Linked DNA regions of Mus musculus: all the other regions are linked to region 3. The links are chromatin contacts, called in public Hi-C and HiChIP or PLAC-seq maps. All regions are on one chromosome and are shown on one strand. Each heading gives the region's core, a stretch centred on a gene start, on an enhancer-like site or on the middle of the called end of the contact. The rest is flanking DNA. Distances are from core to core; before and after follow the strand shown.

The links. Hi-C and Micro-C count contacts between places; a contact is called where the count stands out from the background. HiChIP or PLAC-seq counts read pairs in DNA pulled down with a chosen protein or histone mark.
Region 1: a contact with region 3 is called in a Hi-C map of cortical neurons, with 3 times the contacts expected there. The contact joins the enhancer-like site here to the promoter of Klhl29 in region 3. A contact is called at or near these places in 1 of 39 promoter capture datasets (hippocampal neurons), 1 of 484 Hi-C or Micro-C datasets (cortical neurons) and 2 of 115 datasets of contacts at active chromatin or transcription factors (embryonic forebrain and forebrain).
Region 2: a contact with region 3 is called in an H3K27ac HiChIP or PLAC-seq map of SST interneurons, with 10 times the contacts expected there. The contact joins the enhancer-like site here to the promoter of Klhl29 in region 3. A contact is called at or near these places in 1 of 39 promoter capture datasets (hippocampal neurons) and 5 of 115 datasets of contacts at active chromatin or transcription factors (SST interneurons, embryonic forebrain, embryonic midbrain and 2 more).

The regions. Positions count from the first base shown.
Region 1 is chr12:6,379,410-6,382,889 of GRCm38.p6, forward strand. No RefSeq gene overlaps it. Among named protein-coding and RNA genes, the nearest start is that of Gm51970, 79 kb to the right of the region's middle. Within about 2 kb of position 1,627, at least 3 of the 459 cell types and tissues checked have an H3K27ac peak or open chromatin away from gene starts, as enhancers often do. A contact at or near this core is called in cortical neurons, where this site is marked.
Region 2 is chr12:7,028,812-7,032,409 of GRCm38.p6, forward strand. No RefSeq gene overlaps it. Among named protein-coding and RNA genes, the nearest start is that of Gm32773, 270 kb to the right of the region's middle. Within about 2 kb of position 1,885, at least 3 of the 459 cell types and tissues checked have an H3K27ac peak or open chromatin away from gene starts, as enhancers often do. A contact at or near this core is called in SST interneurons, where this site is marked.
Region 3 is chr12:5,373,998-5,377,466 of GRCm38.p6, forward strand. It overlaps Klhl29 (kelch-like 29), which reads right to left and starts at 1,685. Exons shown (of 14, transcript NM_001164493.1): 1 at 1,105-1,685. It overlaps 2810032G03Rik (RIKEN cDNA 2810032G03 gene), which reads left to right and starts at 1,723. Exons shown (of 2, transcript NR_015579.2): 1 at 1,723-2,531.

The DNA of each region.
Region 1 (3,480 bases), core at 377-2,876, 1.0 Mb after region 3:
CATAAACATGTGGGGGGTCATGAAGGAGCTTTTATTGTGTTAGTATTATTCAGTCTCTCAAGATAGATGGATAAAACATGGATGTATTTAAATTCTGAAAAGGAGAGTAAATTGAACACTTATTATCTGTGTACTATTCTACATATAAATCATATCTCCATATAGTATTTAAATATTTTATAATTTAGGTGGGATTCAGATATAATAAAGTTTTTTTTCCAGTTACTTTTCTGCCTCTACTAAGTAACTATTAGAAACTTTGTTCATGGAAAAGAGACATTCTGACTTATTCTCTGACAAGGAATAAATTTAGACTAAGAAAAGTTGATACAGATTTGTACTCAATGGAGAAGAATCAGAGACTCAACCAAAGTGAATCATCTATAACATGGTCTTGGACTGAGGTCTCTGTAAGGATGATTGGGAATTGAAGTAAACAGTAGCTGATAAAAAGTTCTGCCAAGATTTTAACTTAATAGATTTGTGCATGTCATATTATAGAGAGAAACGTTGGCAGAGTTTGATCGGGTGTTCTGGTGAAGAGTCTCAGAAGAGGAGCCTCAGGAGAGGAGTCTCAGGAGAGGAGTCGCCAGAGAGCAGCCTCAGGAGAGGGTAGAACAACAAAGTGATTGAATGAGTGTACAGTGGTTGGAATGTGTACTTCTCCCTAGATGCTCTCATATTTGGGCTGGTTCCTAGTAAACAGTTCCTAGTAAACAGAAGGCTGTTCAAAATTTAGGAGGTAGAACATTGCTGGTGTGTGTGTGTGTGTGTGTGTGTGTGTGTGTGTGTGTGTGTGTGCACAGTTTTGTAGCACTGCCCCAGTTCCCTTTTCAGCTCTGCTTCTTGAGTGTGGATGTAATGTCAAAAACCAGCACCCAGCCCGCTGATGTTACCATCATACCCTCCCCTATCTGCCATCATAATTCTCTCCTATGGTGGAATGCAAACCTTGGTGCCTGCGAACCAAAATAGCTCTTTCTCTATTAAATTGCTTTTAAGAAGTATTTTATCACAGCAACAAGAGTTCAACTAACCCAGAGGGGTCTTGAGATGAAAGTCCAACATGAGATGAAAGACAGAATAAAGTAGAGTAAAATATGGTGAGTATAAGAAATGTATTCTTTATTCAGTGAAGACAGTGAAGCCGGTTAGTGCTCTTCCCTTCCTTCTCCTGCCTGAGTTCTTTCAAATTGAGACAAGGTATCACATATTAAGGCAAATGAAACTTCTTGCTCAACTTGATTCCATTGCAAGTATAGGTAACTGTTTACATACACCATGAATATGAAAACTGAGGAACCTCAACAATTTTTACATTGATGTATGGAAGAACTATACTTTTTATTGTTAAAGCCTTGTAGAAACCATGAAAGTACCCCACCTCCCATCAAAATGAAATCATAGCACTCCATTTATGAAACAGCAGTACATTAACTTGAGCGTGGGTAGGATTATCATAAATTAAGGCAAAACTATAACTTTGAGCAAAAGAACAGACTGTGTTTGGCAATGGGGTAGCCATGATTTTGTAAGCATTTGTTTTACTTCTGATCTGTACACACCAGTAATCCGCCAGCCAAAGAGGCTTGTGAATTAGCAAGGTTTAGCTGTTTATAAAACACATGCATAAATCTATGTGAGGACTGTATTTGTATCCATGGAGCGTATTTATGTGCACAAATGCATCTGTGTGGGGATGGGCAGAGTTTCAGCTCTTTTCAGAGAAATAGGAACGTGTGGTTCTCTGTACTGTGAGCTGAGTGCTTGTGTGAGGAGGACCTGAGAATCGCTGTGCTTTACAGATGTCCTGTCAAGAATCAGCCACAGTCAATACAAAATGAAGCAAGCATTGAACTTCCAGCCTACTATCCCCAATCACAACACATGCAAGCATAAAGGAAGCAGTGACTATTGGGAGTACTTCGTAAAAGAAAATCAAACTGGGAAATATGAGCTGTTCTATCTCATGTGGATGAGAGGGGTGGGAATAGACTTCTGACAATAGATAAAGACTGAATGAATGTGTAAGCCCATAGAGTTATACCAGTATTAGATGTTGTAACCAAAATGGGCTGTTTAACACAAAGATTTTGGCAGTTCCCACCAGGGGTGCAGTCTTTGTCATTTTTTTTTTTTTGCTTTGTTATGGAGAAATGGCAGCCATTGTCTCACTTACTGGTGCCACTAGGAATAAAGGAACTGACAAAGGTGTGGTGTGCAAGGAGACCTTTGGGATCCTCACTGAAAAATCCTGGTTTTCATGAGTTATGTGCACACTAGCATACTTACACGAATATATGTACATAGAAACCATACAATGAACTCTGTACTGTGAGGTCAATAGACAGCCTTTTCTTCCATGCTTACCCATGCATTAAGTTCTGTAACAAGGGGAAATACCTTTCTTCAAACCTATGACAAGGATTAGCAATTAGACTCCCAAGAAGCTTAGAGCATTTCAGAAGGATAAGAGCGTGCTGTAAGAACACTTCCCCAAGGGTTGGAGATGAGAAAAACAAGGGGGTATGAAGACATCAGAAACAGAGGAAGCAGCAGCAGAAGAGGGAAACCCAGAAGCTAAGTGTTGATGACGCAGCTCGCAAAGCCTCGGCTATGTGTGAATGTTGGGCATGTACACACACGAACACATATTGAATATATAAATTAGCAGCACATTTTTCTCTGTTACAAAGTATTTAAGTGCCAAGATATAGGTGATTTTTGGAAGTACTTGCAGAACATATGCTCTGGTATTCGACCATCTGTAGCCCAGCCCTTTGGGATGGATTCTGCTGCATTGATTTGGTGTGTGTGGCGGGAGGTTCTTTCCTTTATTTCAGTCTACTCTGCCCCCACAAGCATAAGCCTATGGCTATACCATTACACAGTCCAGTCCACCATTCTCCATAGAGGAAACTTGGAATTTTCTCGTTCACACCTACATAAATAATAGCTCTATAATCATCAGCCACGAGAAAGTCTTCTCTTTCATACAACAGTACAGGGCATTTTTTTCTCAAAAATGTATTGTGTTGGCTCTTTGGTTTTGTTCTTTGTTAAAGACCTACCTGCTAACTGAATTAATCAATGCAAGACAATCTAATCAGTGCCTACTTGTTCTAGAAACACAATCAAAACTTTTTATGCCACTAGATAACACTGGTCATGACAAGACTCTGTCCACCTCTCCCTTTGGTCTTGCTGTGTATATGCGTTTATATTCTGTTGTCTCTGTCACTTAGATAAAACTGACATCTCACCAGTTCCCACTTCCTCTCTTTCAGGATGCTTGGTAATCATTTTCATTTTATCACTTTGGAAGGGTGAGGTGGGCTAGGTATCTCTGCTCTTACCCCTTACTCAGCATGCTCTCTGTCTATGACACAATAAAACCTGACCTTTATAAACATCATGATTTTTTTCAAGGTTTTCTGGATGACTCATAGAAGAATAGACCTTTCTACTTGGTCTCTAAAA
Region 2 (3,598 bases), core at 635-3,134, 1.7 Mb after region 3:
ATTTCTATATGCAAGGAAACTGCAGAGGAATGGGACAGGAGAACATATGGCTAAGTGGCCAAATATGGAAAAATCAAAGTATAAAATATGTGTTTTAGCTAAAACTGAGAACTCAAAGAAGAGACTGCACATGCTAACTAGCCAAAAAGTCACAACTTCTAAAATTGGGGAAGGGGCTGCCCTCAGCTCAAAAGATGTCCAATTGGCCACTCACTATCCCAGGAACTTAGTTGTGCTTCTCTTGTACTAAGAATATTCAGGATGGCCTCTCATTTTTACTATTTATTTATAAGTTAATTACTGTCACTGTCAGCTCTTTTATCTCCACAACATTTCACAGAAATGTATTCAGGCATTATGTGACTTGTAAGTAAGATTAACAAGAAAGTTCACAGAAGTGTAATAATCAAGGGATTTGGCTGTTAATAAAGAACTTAATGAGAAACAAATGAGTTAACACCACATAGAATTTGAATTTGGTTAACGCAAATTCTAGAATTGCATATAGCATGCTTTCTTAACTATAAATCACCATAAACCTAGAATCTCAATTAAAGGTGAGAGGCCATGTTCATGTGCACACAGGCAGTAGGAATAACCAACTCTGTGTTCTGTTGGATTATTTATTTCTTTAATAAATCTTAGTATACATTTGGTTGGGCTTCCTGTGTGTATTATTTGTATTATGCACACACACACACACACACACACACACACACACAGTGATAAGTTGATAGAGTGTATTACTCCTGCTTTACAGAAGGCTAAAGGGATTAAGCAAATATCCTTGCTACAGCATGAGGCTGAGCCTTTGTATTCGTTTATAAAGTTAGGGAAGTCACTGAAGAGAAAGAGAAATCATGCAACTGGAATGGAGAAGAAAAGCTCCAATTATAGTTTCAGAATTGCCTGCCACCTTTAGTGTTAACAAAGTGTGCACGTTTCTCAGAAGTGACACCTGCATTGTCTACTGGGAAACATTTAATCCCTGAAGCTGTATTAAGGAGGCTGGAGAGCATACAACTGAATAGAAATGATGTCAGTTGCTTCTGTGATAGAAGGAGCTGCACTAATTTAAGTAGCGGCAGATCAGAGGGCTCTCTGGCCCCCTCTTAATTTGATTCCATGTGCACTGTACCACTCTTCCCCTATGGGATACCTGGAAATTGCATACACATATGAGTATTTGAATGTGGATCTGCTTCTGATGGTCCCGCTGCCCTCTGAATGGCTTCTAGAGGATCTCATTAGCTGTGTTTCTACTCTTAAAAGAAAGGCATTTTGTTGTATTTAGCATAGTATCAGCCATGATTAATATATGCAGCACAGGTTTGCTGGTTGGTAAATGTTTTTAAAATGAAAGGGAGTTTATTTTTAATAAAACAATTCATTTATTTTCAAAGCCACTGATCCATTAGCCTCTCCTGATCAGTACCAGAGGTGAGAACCAGAAGAATTAAAAAAAAAAAAAAAAAAAAAAAGAAAGAAAGAAAACTCTCTACTTCATATTCAGAACACAAGCAAGGAACATTTGCTCATTGAAATCTATGCTTTATCTAAAAGCAATACTCCAGCATATTCACATAACAGCAACTTTTGTGTGCTCATTTCTGTCTCCAGTGATTGTCACAGTGCATGGAGTGGATGAACATTGTACTAAGGAAGCATTTCATGCACATTAAGGGTTTTCAGTCTGAAAATAAAAATGGGAATGTGCTTAAAGGCTGGGCATTTAAAAGCACAACTAATACTTGTCTTACAAAACTGCTCCTAGGAGTAGCTGCATCTTTCCTAATTCTTGAAAAATGATAAGACTGCACTGTGTACTTGCAGGCAGCTTCCTTAATCCTTCCCCACCAGAAAGCAAGCTGAGTTTGCTCAGCCTGCTTCTCAGTTTGCTATGAGAGCATCAAGTCAAGACAGATACAGATGCTAACAGGACAGGGACACCTATTCAGATAGCTGGCTTCATCTTACTGCCTGTTTGTGTGGAGAGCTGATTATCAGCCCTGTGCAAATGCAGGGGAAGTGATGTGAGCCCTCTGATGTTTTACACCACAGGCAGAGCCATCTTTCTATGCAACATTCACTCGGCGAGGCAGGAAATATAATTAAGCTTTCATGCATATCCCCACAGAACCCTGAACAGCCATTCAATCACTCAAAAAATAAAGGCAAGGAGTCACTGTCACTGGAGTTTTTCCTTCTCAAGATCTGAGCTAAGGCTTGGAAAGGGGTGCAGTAAAAGTGAAAAATGGGTAGATGTTGTGAGCTCCTTAGGAGAATGAAAGAGGGACTGAAGGCAAGGCACACATATACAGTTCTTTGTGGCACATACTGAGCCAGTGGTTCTCAACCTTCTTAACGCTGCAAACCTTTTATTCAGTACCTCATTCTGTGGGCCCCCCCAAACAAAATTATTTTTGTTGCTACTACAGAACTGTAATTTTGATACTGTTATGAATTGTAATATGAATATCTGATATGCAGCCCTCAGATTGAGAGGTGCTCTACTAAGTGCACCTTGATAACCTGAATCTAGGTATCTTAATTTTTGAATTTATATTATTTATGCTTCTGTATATGTGCATATGTGTAAGTGCCCACAAAGGCTGAAAGAAGGGGTCAGATCCCCTGGAGTTGAAGTTACAAGAAATTGTGGATTGTTCCATGAACTACCATGAACTAAATTGTAGTCCTTTTTAAATATCAGCAAGTGCTCTTAACAGCTGAGTCACCTCTCCATCCTTAAAATTCTTTTAAAATAGGAAAATATAGTGCCAACATTAATCTTCTTGAAAGAATCAAAGAGATTGGCAATGGTTGTAGAGCTATAGGGTAATTAGCACTCCATAGGATGACCTGAGAGTGTCAGGGAAGTTTATCAAAAGTAACTACAGATGATAACATAAATAATATTAAACTCTTAATCATAAGACTTGATTTGACTTCTACCCTTGTCTATTATTATATGTTTAAGAAAATCAACCACTATCAGCATCAATTTCCTCAACCATAAAATTAGTATGCTACAAAGCACAGTATTTTGTGTGGACAAAAAATTAAAAATTTGATATATTCAAACATTCTCATAGATGTTTGAATAACCTAGGAATTATTCTATCTTAGAGTGTATTCTTTAAGAGACTAGTTCAAAGGAATGAGTAGCCCAGCCTCTGTGAGCAGCTCTCAACGCTAAATAACTCTTAAGGTGTCCAAGCCTGAGAAACACCTCCCCATCTAGGCAGAAAGTTGGGCTAACTTGATGCTATTGGGTAAGCAGAGCGGTTGTGAATCTGTGAATGCTATAGCCTTATTAAGTCCTGAAGAAATAGGGTCTCAGGGAGCAAAAGATGGCCTCAAACATACTATGTAGTGATTGCCTACCTTCAACTTTTGATCCTCCGGCTTTCACCTCTCTAATGCTGGGGATTAGAACCATGTTCTCCTTTGCCCACCTCTATATCTTTATACATCCTTTCCTGGCTGAAGAAATTACTTTAAACTTTCCAGATGTTTCCAGAATGCAGTCATGTTTAAGAATGAGAAAAAAACATAATCATGGGACTATTATTCATAACAGTGTGTCAGTTACTTT
Region 3 (3,469 bases), core at 435-2,934:
CTCGCGCTTTGCAGTCGCCGGCTCCTGGGAGAACAGCCGCAGGCAGGCAGTGCGTCTCCACCTTCCCCAGGCGACGCACACCGAACCTGCCCCGGGAGCAGCCTCGGAACGAAACTGGGCTGCGGGTTCCGAGATCTGGGCTGGAGCGAGCACGCCTCTCTCCCCTAGGGCCTGGGGCCGACACTGCCCAGCGAGGGCACCAGCGCGCGACCACAGATAACCCTCCTGCCTCCAGGCCACGAAGACCCGGACGTGAGCCCGCGGTCAGCCCGCATGGCCCGTGGCAGTCTGGGCGCGCGGCCACACTCCCACCTACGTGTCTCCGGTCTACTATCCCACACATAAACAACCCCTCTCCACTCGCCACCACCTCCCCGCCCTTCGCATCCCTGAAGCTGTCCTCCCACCTCCAACCCCCGCTGGAAACCACAAGGTGTCAAGGGAATGTAGGGGAGGTCACAACACGGTCTGTGTGGGTTCCATTCAGATGATATTCAAGCTCTTCCACCTCGAAAGTTACTTGGGATCCAGTGAAGAAACCCGGTCCCCAAATGCTGGGTCTAAGAACGCGAGTGGCAGAACCCGTCATCTAGCTTCCCTTGGCACACAGGCGCGCATCTCCCCAACCCGCAGGGCACACGGCCGCCCTGGGGACCAGCTTTCCAGTGCTTTCTGGGTCCCCCGGCACTGCTGGGGCCCTGGGCCGCGCAGGGGGAGGTGGCCAGGAGAGGGGCGCACACGGCTTGGCCCGGCCCAGCGCTACCCGACTCTGGTGTCGTATTTGCTTCTAGCACCTTCGACCACTGCGATAGTTCCCCTAGGCATTCCCTGCATAACACACCCGGGGGCAGGAAGTTTTTTTCCCCCTTTTTTCCATCCCCGGAGCAGCGCAGGCGCAAGGGCTTCTGCAGGCTTGCGAGCTCAGACGCGGGAGGCTCCAGCTCCAGCCGCCGCCACTGCCAGAGCCGAGCCCAGCGTTCCAGGCTCTGGGCCACACTCCCAAGTCCTGCCTGGCCCAGAAGCTACCAGGACCCTGGGAACCCTTACTCCCTCCCCTCTGCCCCGTTAGGCATCCCAAGAGCCCCAACCTGATCCGGCTCTTACCTGCGGCCGCGCCGCTCCAGCCCCGGCCCGACGCGCAGAGAGCCCAGGGTCGCGGATGGGTGCAGGAGGGTTGATGGATAGGGGACGGCGCCGGCGGGTAGCGGTAGCTGGGGCCGCTCGAGTCCTGGCCCGGAGAAACGGATCCAGGTCCACCTCCTCTCGTTCCTGCTCTCCGCCTTCTCCCCTTTTCCCTCCTCCTCCTCCTCCGCCGCCGCCTCCCGGCAGCCCAGGGAGGATGCCCGGGAGAGGGAAGTCAGTCTTTCTGCCTGTCAGCCTGCGCGGCTATGCGCGGTGCGGCGCGGCTCTCATCGAGGCGGCGGCAGCGGCGGCGGCTCCGGCAGCATCGCCCCCGCCCTCTCCCCGCAGCCGCGGCGGCCGCGGGGCTGGGGCTGGCTCCGGGCGCCGGGCTCCGGGCTCGGGCTCCGGGAGGGGGCTGAGCTTAGGCTCGCCAATGACCTGGGCTGCGGACGTGCGCTGGGTAGCCGGAGCCGGGGTTAGAGCTGCTGCTAGATCGGCGGTGGCAGGGACAGCGGCGACGGCGGCGGCGGCGCGGGGATTGGCGCGGCCGCGGCGCGGGGACCATGCTCCCTTCTGGCTCGCTCCTCTCCGGGTACCGTCTGCTTTAGCTGCGAGGGAGGCGGGCTTCGGCGCGCAGCCAGGGACGGGCGGAGCCAATCACAGACGCCCGAGTAGGCGGGGGCGGAGGGTGGGGGAGGCGGGGCGCCCCCGGCCCGGCTCAGCGCTTGGCTCCCGGGGCCCCAGGGATCCCCTGCAGCCGCGCGCCGGGCCCCAGGCTCAATGCCAGCGGGTGTGTCCGTGGTTGGTCCGCCACCCCCGCCCCCTGCAAAGATACCCGGCTCGCCCGGCTCCGTGGCCGCGCCGGTAGACTCACGACGCATGGCCGGGCTGCTGGGCCATGGCCTCCGGGTTCCGAGAGAGCCCGGGCTTCAAGGAAACGGACTGAAGGGAGCTTCCCTGCTGCTCTCAACACCTGAGGAAACTGGTGGAAAAGTTTGAGAAAGAAAAGTCCAATCGTCTTTCAGCTTCCGCCCTCCCTATGACACTCCAGCCTGGAGAAGGAGTAGGGAACGTCCATATCTCTGAAAGACCACCGCGAGCCATGCCAGTCCTGTCTTCTTGCATCTGCCCTGACTTCTGAGCATATGCGAACTTTCCTGTTTTCACAGACCTCCCTGGGTTGCTCAGATCACACAGGCCTGCTTTGACACTCCAGCTGCAGCCAACCCTCCCAAGATCCACACTGACCGAGTCTTCCTCTCTTCATGCTGTCTACGCAGACCCTAACTGGAACACTAAGAGGAAACTTTGGCTGGAGACCTGTGGCTACCGGTGTGGGTGTGAGCTTTTTCATCTCTCCAGCACACTTCTTTTCTGTGCCTGTCTTCCTTGGGTTGCTAACTCTGCAGGTCAGTTTTCTTATTCCCAGACCCACAGAACCCCTCACCTGTTTTGAGATTCAGAGGGAAAGCCTGTGGCTCAGTTCCCCTCCATCTTTCAGGCAAGTCTGAAGGTTAAAGTCTGAAGTTTATAGTCGGTGGGTTCCTTCTTCATTTCTCTTCACCCATACCTCCCCCACCCCATCCACACAAATACTGAGGCCTATTTCAAACTGGGGGCGGGGGTGGGTGGGTAATAGGGGAGGGACATAGCTGTTTTTTAAGGCTGATCTGGGCTGGCTGTCCTGGGAAGGCTTTACTAGGCTCCACTCATGTCTTTGCCAGGGAGGAGGGAGAACTTTTTTCTCTCAGGGGCCTCCTGTGATTGTCAGACCCACAGCTCTGCTGTTTTGGCTGTAAACTCAGTGCAGGGGTTGTGTATCCTTTAATATCTTGTAGGAAGCACAGTACAGTGTCATGGCTGATAAATAATAAATAATAATAATCTGCTGAGGGTAGCAGGAGAACTGTCAGTGAAGAGGGAAGAAGACAGCGGGGAGATGGGCCGTTGGTGTTAGAGTAACTGCATTTGGGGGGGGGGGAGAATCAGATGAAGTTTTAGTGTTCAAAAGCTTGAAAGGTGGGTTAGGGACGCACAGTGTTTGCATCCCAAAGGAATCTACCCCCAAGACAGGACAGCCAGGGCAGTGACATTAAGGCAGTGACAGAGGCTCCTCAGAGGGAGATAGGGTGGCAGTTTGGGGGAAAACAGCCCCCAGAGGTCCTCAAACTACACCTGAAGGTGAAATATAGGTGTGGTTTGAATACTAAGTTGGCAAGATGGTGAACGAGGTACCAGAAGAGAATAGAGAGCAGGGAAGCGAGGCAGGGATGGATTGGGGTTTAAAATAGACACCTAAGCAATATCTCAGGCAATTCGATGCAAAGAGAAGCAAAACGAAGCTACA